Regions from separate parts of the Drosophila melanogaster genome. Here region 1 is linked to region 2. Evidence: chromatin contacts called from public Hi-C data. All regions are on one chromosome and are shown on one strand. The core of a region is the stretch at or near the end of the contact, and the rest is flanking DNA. Distances in the headings are between cores, read along the strand shown.

What was found. A called contact is a pair of places that touch in the nucleus more often than the background predicts.
Region 1: a contact with region 2 is called in a Hi-C map of the Kc167 cell line, with 2.2 times the contacts expected there. The contact joins the promoter of Dyrk3 here to the enhancer-like site in region 2. A contact is called at or near these places in 3 of 107 Hi-C or Micro-C datasets (the Kc167 cell line, embryo and eye imaginal disc).

What each region holds. Positions count from the first base shown.
Region 1 is chr4:1,225,281-1,232,046 of dm6, reverse strand. It overlaps Dyrk3 (Dual-specificity tyrosine phosphorylation-regulated kinase 3), which reads left to right and starts at 1,334. Exons shown (of 7, transcript NM_001038725.2): 1 at 1,334-1,549; 2 at 1,627-1,741; 3 at 1,929-2,467; 4 at 2,532-3,394; 5 at 4,548-5,148; 6 at 5,201-5,542; 7 at 5,603-6,766. The coding sequence starts at 2,074. The coding sequence ends at 5,889. It overlaps Cadps (Calcium-dependent secretion activator), which reads right to left and starts at 1,210. Exons shown (of 23, transcript NM_001031858.2): 1 at 1,033-1,210.
Region 2 is chr4:687,139-693,553 of dm6, reverse strand. myo (myoglianin) reads left to right here. Exons shown (of 5, transcript NM_166788.2): 3 at 1-173; 4 at 711-1,129; 5 at 1,195-2,868. The coding sequence ends at 1,563. It overlaps CG11360, which reads right to left. Exons shown (of 4, transcript NM_001272139.1): 4 at 2,904-6,415. Among named protein-coding and RNA genes, the nearest start is that of myo, 5.7 kb to the left of the region's middle. Within about 2 kb of position 1,378, at least 4 of the 39 cell types and tissues checked have an H3K27ac peak or open chromatin away from gene starts, as enhancers often do. A contact at or near this core is called in the Kc167 cell line, where this site is marked.

The DNA of each region.
Region 1 (6,766 bases), core at 85-2,584, 540 kb before region 2:
AAACGAAATTCATAGTATAATTATTGACAAAAATATAAGTTTTTTATGTATTTTCAAGGCGACATCAGGTTTATTTCACAAATTATCTACTTCTATTTATACAGTTCTCTATTTTCACATATGAATAAATGGATTTCCGTTTGAAGAATAGTTAAGTTGGAGAAGCAAAAAAAATCGATGGAACTATCGATAACTTCGATGGTGGTAACCTTAGCACTCCCGTTACAACTACTGTTTTCGACGATTTGGTTGATGATTTGCAGAAGTTTCTGATTTTCAATAATTTAAGTAAAGCAGGACTGTCTGAAACACAATTAGATTTAAATTATGCCTAAATTTTGTAGTTGAAGGGATTCTTAAAATACTTTTTATTTTGGTTAAGATGAATTTCTTAATAACTATTTGATAAACGTTTTGGAAATTATATCTACCTTAGTTTATTTAGTTCAAAGAAATGGAATATTTTTTACAGATCAATAGAAACTGTCAAGACAAATAAAAACGTGGTGGAACTCCATAGTCAACTCGTTACTTATATAAAAATTAAAACAGAAAACAGTTAAATCTTTAAAAAATTAATCTGAGTCAAAAGTTAGTTTCTGGACTATATGCATTGCATTTGACTGTTTTACTGCCCGCCATGCTTGACAAAATAGCATTCGAGTCATAAAACACTATAAACAATGAGCACAAAACATTGATACTAGGACATTAGAGACTTGCCTTGATTTAACTTATACATATTTGTTGGCAAATCGATAGAAATATTCACAACAAATAATGATTTGATAAATATTAAGTAAAGTATTTGTCCTAAAACAACAGCTCTTTCGCCCATTCGTAAAAATTAACCCTAATGACATAATGATCATTATAAGCGAATAACAACGCTTTCTTAGGGCCATGCATGAATGATCTAAACTAAAAAAATGTTATACGACCTTTTTAAAATCATAATAGTAAAATGGGAAAACAGGAATAAATATTCCCATGAATTATATATGTATGTTACAATACCACACGTGTTCTTACGATTTGACTCGCATTATATGGGCAAACGATTGCCCTGCAAATTATATATAAAGTCGATTTCCGCTCGAAAACGGTCCGGTGGACTAAGTATTGATTTATTCAATTTTCGTCACAAACTTTGATATTAGAGCTGTTGTATGCTAAGTGGTTCCTATGTTTGAGTTGCGAAACAAGTTCTAAAGAACTTTATTCTGGACCACCGAAGTCATTTTATATGGTACTCCGTTGATTATGGTTATAAAACGTGCTTCAAACGCTATTGTGAGTACATGTGAGCCAGGTGGCATGTTAAAACTGTTTTAACACGGTCACACTGTTCTTCTCTTTGTTCGGGTCGCTTTGAAAATTGTGTATTCAAATGAAATTGTACGATAAACAAATATCTGGTTTTACCTATTTGTAAAGTATACAATACAAATCATTGCAATACATCAAATATTATAGCTCTCGGTTAATGTTTAATCAAACTGTTCTGATACAGTCTTCATCGATGTGCAATATTTGTACATATATGTATGTATGTACATGGACATAAACTCAATTAAGTGTTGACAATATACTTATTAAGGTATTATTATATTTAATTAATTAAAGGTATAGCAATACAAAAATAATAAATTTAAGCACAAGTGCCGAAGTTTATAACCTCAATATATATTACTATTTATTTTGGCTGTGCCTTTCAACTGTTCGTTATGTATATGCAGATGTAAGTACATATATACAAACTATTTACACAAATAAAAAGTATTTAGAAAAAACCAAGATCGGAAAGTTAAAAAACAAAATCAATTTTGATACGATAATAGGATATTTTTTTAAAGTAGAGTGCATTGCCGACTAAAATGTATATTAAGGCACACAATCGTTATTAAACCAAATATTTCTTATTCCAGTTGCGGCAAACTAGTTTAATGAAAACTGTGTTGTTATAAAACACATTAAATAATTCTGTATCCTGGGAACACCCGAAATGTAATAAACTAATTTATAACAATCTACATAAAATCGGATTTAATAACTACCATAAACAAGCGCACTATGGTCGGTTCTCAAGAAAAAAAAAACAATCATATCGAATTATCTGAAACACCCGCAACAGACAAAAATAATTTAAACACAACTCATCTGGAAAACACACAACTCTCAAAAGCACTTTCACCTCCTACATCACTACCTCAGATACAAATTCAGATGATTAACCAAAATTTAACACATACTGGTATCGCTCAAAATAATACTGAAAAAGCCAACCGTCATCAATACCGGGACAGTGGATTACAATATTTAACCCGATGCTTTGAACCATTGGCAATGCTCAATGATAGTAAAGAAGACTTTCCCACGCAGCCATCAAATAATATTGCCAATTACCCTGGAGATATTCAAATTTTACCCATTTTCGATTGCTGCGAAATTTCAGAGTCTATTCAAGGTAAAAAATTTTTTGTCACTAATAAGTATTTAAATGATCCTTTTAATTAAATTAAAAATTATAGCAATATCGTTGCCTAATGTAACATCTCCATCAAAGACAAAAGATGTTCCTGGGTTGTTTTTGCGTACGATTTCGGAAAATTCGAAATCAAAGTCGGAACCCGAATGTGAATCGCTAATTTCAGTCAAAGAATCTTCTGTAATGGAAAACCACACCTTTTTATTTCACGAACAAATTATTATGTCTGGCCAACAAAAATGTGAATTACACGAGAAACCGAAGGTTCTGGTAGTTTCCCCACAACAAGTAATGATTTTATATATGAATAAACTAACTCCATACGAGCGAACAGAAATACTAACTTATCCGCAGATATATTTTATTGGCGCCAACGCTAAGAAGCGCCCAGGAGTCTATGGCCCAAATAATTCTGAATACGACAATGAACAAGGCGCTTACATTCATGTACCGCATGATCACGTAGCATATCGGTATGAAATGCTAAAGATAATCGGAAAAGGTAGCTTTGGACAGGTCATTAAAGCGTATGATCATAAAACTCACGAACATGTTGCCTTAAAAATAGTGCGCAATGAAAAGCGGTTTCACCGCCAGGCCCAAGAGGAAATTCGCATTCTTCATCATTTACGCCGTCACGATAAATATAATACTATGAACATCATACACATGTTTGATTACTTTACTTTCCGCAATCATACATGCATTACATTTGAGCTGCTCAGCATAAATCTTTACGAATTAATTAAGAAAAATGGATTTAAAGGCTTCAGTTTGCAGCTGGTGCGAAAGTTTGCACACTCTTTGCTACAATGTTTGGATGCACTATATAAAAATGATATTATTCATTGCGATATGAAACCAGAAAATGTGCTACTCAAGCAACAAGGACGTTCTGGTATAAAGGTAAGTACGTCGCTTAAAAATGACGGAACTTAGTAAAGTATACAGGATCGATTATATATATGACACTTACTCGAAGATAAAGGGATAGAAGGATAATAAAATAAAAGCTAGGATATAGCCATGACCGCCCGTATAAGGGTCCCGAGCGCGCGATACTCGTTAAGTAAAGTGTATACTAGATTGTTGAAAAGTATAAAGTATATTCTTGATCAGGATCAATAGGTGAATAGATCTGGCCATGAACTTCTCGATCTCAGGAACTATAAAAGCTAGATGGTTGAGATTAAGCATACAGATTCGAGAGACATATACGCAGAGCAAGTTTGTTGACCCTTGCTGCCAAGGTCACTCTAACGCCCAAAACTTCCACGCCCACTCTTTTGAAAAATGTTTTGATATTTCTTCGTTTTATTTTGTTTGACTTGCCAATTCTTATCTGTATACCAAAAACACCTTGGCCACGCCAACTACAAATACAAAACGCCAGAAACGGTCATGACCACACTATTAAACAATTTTTAAATTAAATATCTATCGATAACCCGAAAAAATTATGAAATTTCACGTTTACATTCCCACTAGCTGAGTGACGGGTGTCTGATAGTCGGGGAACTCGAATATACATATATACATTCTCTCTTGTTTAATCCTAGCTTCAATCTCTTTTTCCATTATACCATCCGACGATGGAAGCTAGCTTCAGGTTAGTCGTTTGCAACCCCGAGAAAAACATTACAACACGCGTTTGGCCACTTAAGCCAGCGTACTTAAAGTGTTCAATTATTTTACATAGCCAAGAATTATTTTTTTACTTGCCCGGCCTTTGTTAAATTACGGCTTTTGTGTTGGAAACAGACAACATTTGTGTGTCTATAAGTATTTTAATTCGAACAAGTGTACAAAGTAAACTATACATATTCCCAAACTTGCAAAGCGAGCAGGTAAAAGTACCTCAAAAGAGCAGTTTGCACTCTTTAAGATTTCGAAAAGCAGGGATAGAGAATATTGACATTTATCTGGACTTAATACGTAAAACAATAAGATTTTCTTGCTTACATTTTCCATTCCTTTTCCGACTTCCTATGGCAGTGTAATAATTGCCAATTTGTATTTGGGTAGGAATTATAATTTTATATCTTCTGTTTATTTAAAGGTAATTGACTTTGGGTCGTCATGCTTCGAGAACCAGCGTATATACACATATATCCAGTCTCGTTTTTATCGCGCTCCAGAGGTAATTTTGGGGGGAAAATATGGCAGAGCTATCGACATGTGGTCGTTGGGTTGTATTTTAGCAGAGCTGCTTTCAGGCCATGCATTGTTTCCTGGTGAAAACGAAAGCGATCAGTTGGCTTGCATCATTGAAGTTTTAGGAATGCCCAATAAAAATATACTAGCCAGCTCGAAGAGGTCAAAATCGTTTTTCAGTCCAAAGGGGTATCCTCGATATTGTACGGTTCGAACGATGTCTGATGGAATGGTGGTCCTAATCGGCGGACAGTCACGTCGTGGAAAACAAAGGGGCCCGCCATGCTCAAAAAGTCTATCTAAGGCGCTGGATGGATGCAAAGATCCACTCTTTCTTAATTTTATACGTGGTTGCCTTGAATGGGATGCAGACAAGCGATTAACACCTTCCGAGGCTTTAAAACATCCATGGCTTCGCCGTCGCTTACCGAGACCACCAAGTAGCTCAAGTGGCTGTGGTGGGGTGAGTGGATTATGTTCTAGTAGGAACGAATCCCCAGTTACAGGTAAACTCGATTTATAATGTAATACGGTTTGTTTAACGAATGTTGTTTACAGGGCAGAATAGGAACTTCGCAGCAGAGACAACTGCATCATCGACGTCTGCTACATCTATATCTTTAACGATTAAAAGGGAAAATAGCCATTCCAGTCTTCGTCTTCACCATGGTGCTGTTCCAGAAACGGACTTCAAACTTATAAAATCCGTTCCAGAGGGATCATCAACCGCAACAAAAGAACCTATGATGAACAGTGACATTCTTCCAGAAAGTTTTAGACAAACAACTGTTGTATCACCATCAAAACATTCTGCTGACTCCGGCGGAATGAGTTGTCTTAGCGCTGTGGATGTCGGGCCATCGAGATATTATCCGTATATGAATAACAATGAAAATAACAGTAATTTTATCGATTATTTTTTATATATTAAACTTTTGTCAACTTTTAAATATATTTTAGGGTTATTCTCGAGCTCGTTAAACAGTTCGGCCAACTCATTGTCACATTTGGAGCAAGCCACAAAATTAGATGCTTTGGGAGAATACTCGGCGTCAACTACACCAAATTTACTATCAAAAAATACTGGCTACTCGTTTAACTCAGGTTCTATTAACATCGATGTTGCACAAGAGTCTTTGGTTAATATAGCTAGTAATTACGCATTGGATAAATCTATCGACATTATTGGAAAATCAAATGTGTCTCTTCATACGAATAAATTAAAAGTACAATCGAAGGATATGTAGCTAATTTATGACAATATGTAATAAGTCATTTAAGAGATTAGAGGCAGAACTTTATGTTGTTATCAAATTATTTGACAATGCACTGCCATACAAGTGATAAACTAAATAAGTCTTGGCCCTGATTTGCATTGCTATAGACGAAAATGGACAGAAAAGATCTCACGACGATAAATTAAATTATATGCATTTTAATTAAAACGAGGAAAGAAAGCTTTGTTGACTAGCCGAAGATTATATACCCTTGCAGTTAATACCATGATTTAGTTATAGTTATAGAAGTTTACCTCTGAGATTTCTATGTTTTTCGAATGGTGGCTATTGCAGCTTAATCTATGTTTAAGTTGTCAAAATTTTATATTATTCGAATCGTATTTATGAATTTAATCCAAATAATGATACATAAAAAGTTATAAAACAATATAATCATCGAATGTGTACATTATTTATTTAATAATTCCGAATTTTTAAAACAGTGATCTTTGCCAATTTTTTTATTCATTATTTAATAGTTTACTATTCTTAAAACATGGTTCTTTGCATAGGTAGATAGGCCGACAAAGAGAGCTGTGTCCGGCAAGTTTATATGCCCTTGCAGTAATAACACATTTAAATAATCAAAAAAGCACGGTTTTAATAAAGTTTAACTCCGATTTTTAAAATTCTTTTTATTCCAGTTATATCAGTTGAATATCATACAGAATCCCCAAATACTAATGTATTAAAAACACATAAACTATTAATTCAAATCAGTGCAATCTGCATGGGTAAGAAACATCATAAATCTGAATTGGAACGGTTGCGGATGGACAGTCGAACAGTCTGATAATATAAATGTATATCCTTTATAGGTAAAAAAATCTCGGCGTTGGGGGCAGAT
Region 2 (6,415 bases), core at 129-2,628:
TGATGAAAGTTCATCCTCCCAAATGCAGGGAGATGATGCTAACACTGTTAATGAATTTCTGATAGATTTGAATAAAAATCAAGCTAAAAAGTCGGACATTCCTATTAATACCAACGATGAGGAGTACGAGAGTATTTTGTCTCACATCAGCAGTATATACATATTTCCCGAGGGTAAGTAAACAGCATTCTTAAAGTAGATATAGATATAGGAAGATATTGAATAAGAGAAGATATTATATATAAGAGTAGGTATAGATAAAGGGAGGAAAAGACAAGGAGAGCTTAAGAGAAGTAAAAAGCATATATAACGTCACTAAAATCTGTGTAAATATATTTCTAGACTTTTTGTAAGTAAGAAGCATAATCATTTATCTTATATTTATATCTTTTTTGGGCCCGATTTGGTTATAGGTTTAGATTTCGAACTTTTTTCCTTTAATAAGAGAAAGCAAGCAAAAATACATATGACTTCTTCTCTATCTTTAGAAATTGTTTTCCCAAAATTCATTGGCGTAGTGTATTTTCAAAAAAGAATCGACACATTTCCTAAAATCTTGACGAGGTAAAAGACAAGTGGCATTGACCCCTTTAACATACAAAAAATGAACTGTTTACAACAAACATTAATCAATACCCAATTTTTGCTTTTAAGAAATCAAATTTCAATGAAAAAATTAATAATTTTCGTTTATATTTTCGTTCTTTTAGAAATTCAACCTCATGTTCGGCACAATCGCAAGGTCGATGTTTTTCGGTTTCAAATTGACAGTAGCTACTCAGACTTGTCTTACGCTACCCTTCATCTATATTTACGTGGTTGGGATTGGATAAGTGCTCATCAACCTGGACTTCTTGAAGAAATTAAAAAACAGCCACGTAAAGATATTGTTGTGACTATTCACCGCGCTATTAGGGTTGCAAATACAACAAGCTTTAATCCTAAAGTCAAAATGTTTGAGTTTCGACATAGTATTCCGTCAGGACTTGGACAATGGGTTGCTGTGGACTTAAAGTCTCTGCTTGGTAATCTTGGGTCTAATATGACGCAAGAAATTCTAATAAAGGGCGCAGAAACCTGGATGAAGTCATTAGTGGTGACCACAGACAACACATCGAAAAATCCATTGGTTAGAAGCCATTTATAATGAAGTTGAATACACTTACTCTACTAAATATATTTTTAATATTTCAGACTGTTCACATAGAAATTGGGTCGCAAAAAAAGCATCGAAGAAAGCGCAGCGTATATATGGACTGCACAGAAAATGATCATGACATGCGCTGTTGTCGATATCCCCTCAAAGTTAATTTCACCAGCTTTGGATGGCATTTCGTTGTAGCACCAACGTCCTTTGACGCATACTTCTGCAGTGGTGACTGCAAAGTTGGTTACCTAGAGCAATATCCCCATACACATTTAGCAGCCTTAACGACATCGGCCACACCGTGTTGCTCGCCGACAAAAATGAGTTCCTTAAGTTTGTTATATTTTGACGATAACCATAATCTGGTTTTAAGTGTTATACCAAATATGTCTGTCGAGGGTTGCAGCTGTTCTTAGCGAACAAAATTCGAAAGTGTTCTTTGAAAATAGAACTAATACATATGCTATGTAAATAAATTAACGCAAAGGAATATGGATCTGTTTGAGAAGGCTAGTTTAAAGTACAATTCCCAAATTTGATATAAAATTTACATTTTTAAAATGTAAAATAGGTCAGATTGCATGCTGATGATTCCCAAATTAATAAATAGATCGCAATTAAAAACAGTAAAAAATTAAAAAATATTTAAAAATGAATTCCTACATTACCGTATAAGATAAGTATAGAGCGAAACAATATATTTTAAACTGTGCATTACGAATTACAAATGAAAAGCAAACAAAAAATAATCGTTTTAAATAAAATGATTGTATGACGCATAAAGAAATACACGGTTAAAATAAACTAAGTACCTTAAGTTTTGATAAAAATTGAGTGAATAACAAATGGCACCGTCAGACAAATATAGTCTGAACGGAGGCTACATGTGGATCATTTACGGTTGTGTGATTACCTAATTTGAATACACAGCTAAATGTATAAAGGTGTTCATATCCCGTGCATCGTGAGCATATAGAATATTTTACAGTGAACGGCTTTGTGCGTGTGCAAACGAGACTTCCATATGCTGTTCTTTTCAAGACAAGTAAGGATTTGTATGAATAATGTTGATTAGAACAAAGGCTAACCTTACGTTTCGCAAAGCACACAGAACTTATTTCATAATAATTAAAAGTTAAATAACGTGCCAGAGAAATATAGATATACAAGTAGCAATGCAGCGCAGTGGCGTTACAGCGCTCACTTTCTCTATCTCCATCTACATAGTGTTAAAAAAAAATATGCTAGAATTGGTTAGTTTTGAAACTTATTCCGATTAGTTCCTACGATATAAGCTCGAATGCTTGGTTGAGTGCCAAAAAGAACTTATTTTTCTTATGCGTTATTTTCGAATCTTCTATTAACACTACTTGTCGCAGGATTGGCTTCTAAACGTTTGCAAGAGTACTTAGGAGTTGTCAATAATAATAATTTTGACAAGTGCTCCAACATTAGCTGATGATAGGTAAGCACTTAAAGGGGATAGTCGTGAGATGATTGTGTGACATTCCGAATATAGAGTGGGTGAAGATAAAAACTCTTGAAAAAAATTACGGCATTTTGCCAAAAACTTAGGCTCGCTAAGGAGTACCATCGCCAAGGAGTCATACGATCTTATCTGGATTACACGTCTAAAGCGTTCTCTTGTTTTTTTTTTTTTAATAGAATATGGGTTTCGATATACCTAAGCTTTCGGTATAAACTCATAATGTCAACCCCCCCCCCCCCCCCCTTTTACTAATAAGCCAACCAATTTATTTATTTCCGAAAAATTTATTATATAACCATTTAGTGATACATTAGTATATAAGTTGATATACTTATATTTCCATAAATATTTCTCATATAAATTTAGGGCTCTCGGTTCTTAAGTTGGCCCTTTAATGTGAATACTAATCAGTAAAATGGGAATGCCGATCTAAGTCGATATATGAAATGTACTTTAAGATATATTACTTTTTGTCGAACACAATACGGATATTTTCATATTGTTAATATTTTGTTTTTTGTTGTTTAATGTTTGTTATTGGGCGCTTACTTCTCTTTTAATTACTTTTGTATTATACTTATAATTATAAATTTTAAATTAGGTGAACGTATTTATATTTTACATCTATATTAATTCTTATTGTTGTTTTGCATAAATTATTTGTTTTTGTTTCCCAATTGAAGTGATACCTCGTTTGAATTAGTAAAACATTCGTTGTAAATGTATTAGCCGCCAATTATAAGTTAAATGCAAGTCCTTACAAACTGTGTACAAAAATATTTACTACTCTTTTTGTTTGTACGTATTACAAATTATATTTTTTGAAGACTATTCAATCTTTTATTTGAGCGTAGCACAATAGAATTTATTGCAGAACCAAACGGTCGAATTAAATATGCCACCAAGATGTTAAACTTGGTAAAAATAAATTAAATAGACATTCTTTACGTCTTTATTGGAATTAACATTTTATTGTTGCACAATTTTTTGCGCTATTCTAAAATAAAAGATAAAATGAAATTTAATTTGTAACAAAATATGTAAGCAACATTTTCAGGTAAAAACATTTAAAATATTGACTATAAATTGCAATTGTGAAGATATTATATTTTATAATTTTTCAGAAATAAAAATGTCTCAATTGCCGAAGTCCGTAATTTAATCTGAACTCGACTGTTGGGGTATCCATATTTTCTATCATTAATTTTCCATGAATTTATTTTCAATGTTATATGGGAGCTTTTTTCATCAAACAATAATTATGGTTCAAGTTTGTTATAAGCACCATAGATACCGTTTTATTTAAAAAAAACGTAAGTAATGGAATTTTACAGATTAATATGTTCTATTTATTTTATTTAGATATACTTATTCTTTGTCATATGAATGAGAACGCATTAAATACCTTACAACACTATGCTATCTTACGAAGAATATTATTTAGGGCTAAGCAATGCGTATATATAATTATATAGTATGTATGTATAAATGCACAATATATTTTTAAAAAATTTGTTTATGAAATTAAATTTTTCTAGTTATATCTCATTAATAATGTAAGAGGTTTATTTTGTGCGATAAATAAATTATTTAGTCTCACTCGTTGAAATTTTGACCTTAAAAATTTAATGTTAAAATTTTATACATTTAAATATATATAAGCCAGCCTCTATTACAAATTTTCGATTGATTCATTTAACCTTGAAGCACAGTACACAATTTTAAAACACAGGTATAACATAAATTCTAATATTAAAAATTGAATTCGAACCGAACCGAAATACGTTGGGTTTTATAACATTCCACGCAACTCACATTGTATTATAAATATTAAATATGATTGACTATAATATATAAGTCTTTTTATTCACATTAATAGTAAGTTTTTAAAGGTAGTTGTCACATGTGGGTCATATATCGTAGATTTAAGTATATATAACTTTTGTATTTTTTTACTTTATCTATTGTATTATTTATGTATATATATATTGTGTCCGATCTTAATATTTATGCTAATTTATCAGTCGTTTTAAATTTTTCAGAGAATTAGTATCATAAAGTTTACTTTATAGATACAATATATTTTTCATCATGTTTGTTGTTTAAAAATAAATGGTTTGATGGCTTATGTAATAGGCTGATTATAAATTGCACATGGGGAACAATGAAATCGAGACTTAATTATTTGTGCAACCTAAAATTATATCAAAATATTTTTTAAAAGTAATTAAAAAAATGCTAATTTATTGTTTAATTGACAGAAGTCTAAAGAACAAGTTTGTTCACACACGTAAATAAAAAGTAGTCAGCTTCATGTAAACAAAAGAGTTTAGTTTCTAAGAGACTTCCAAGACTTTCTAAATGGGACCATGGTTAATAATTTAACTAAGCGTCACAAATTTAAGAATTAGTTATCGCACTTATTTTCCACAAAACTCCACAGTATAATTTTTAAAGTTTTATAACAGATCAGGAATTTCACAACGTCAACAATCAGACGGATATAAAAAGGCAATTTATATGAAAAACTCAAAATAAATAAGATACATACATACTTATCCGTTAACCACAAAAACTAATACAATTGGGTGTAAATAATCATTTATTATATGTTTTTCGGCAGTTTGTTAGTTCGCCTAAGTTCTATCGATTTCTCCGTATCTATTAAACAATTAAAAGCTCAGTGACTCACATTTACATAAAAAGTCAAAAAGTCAATAATAGAGAAATTACGCTAAAACATTTCAACATTGCCTGATATTACTGCATAGCATGAAAGAATTACACTGATCGAACCCAAAATTTGTAATTGATTACGATGTACGGATGTAAAAACAGGCCAACAAAGTCATTCTGAAACTAGTTTCACTGAAAGCTCCTAAAAGTTCAAAATAAATATGGTTTAAGAAGCATTATGTTCAAGTTTTATTATTTTCCAACGAAGATATACGAAAAAGAATAGAGTGTTTATAACTTGCTAACATAACATGTAATTTCGCACGCAAAGTTTTAAATGAATTAGCTAGCTTCAATGAATTATTTTCTGACCGAATTCGCAATTTGTGCGCCGCAATCAAAATTTTTGGATTCCCACAAATGTAGCCAATATTAAGCCCTGTTAAACATTTAAGCCAGAACTGAGGCTTTGGAAATTCTTTGAATTATTTTTGGAATATAGATTATAGAAATTAACTAAAAAATTGTGTCAGATTTATTACACATTTAACATTTTTTGGACGAACGTCCAATAGTAAAAATAAAATCGATATATTTTCTATTAAAAACTATTTTGATTTACTTTTTTATAATCCAATAGGAATATAGATTCACGAATCTCAAAATAACATAAAATACGAATATTTATTCTTTATTCAAAATAATATTAAAATATAAGGTATTTCTATATGGTATTATATATGTTTATAATCTAAGTTCTTTGTTTACACTATTAAAATTCTTCACTAAGGTCTTCAATAGAATTTGGGTTTGTTCTACTTATATAAATATTACTTGATAGTATATTTATTTATTTTATAGATGACTTCCTAAAACACAGAAAAATTTTTATATCCGCTATTCGTAAAAGAAGAGGATATACTAGATTCGTTGAAACGTATGTAGCATATAGAAGGAAACATTTTCGACCCTATATATATGTATATATATAAGTAGGTATGTATATATTTTTTAATATTTAATCTCGCCATATCCGCCCATATTTTGGTATTTATCGCATATAGAATGATCAGGACAACACTTTGAAAAAGACTTTTTTTCAT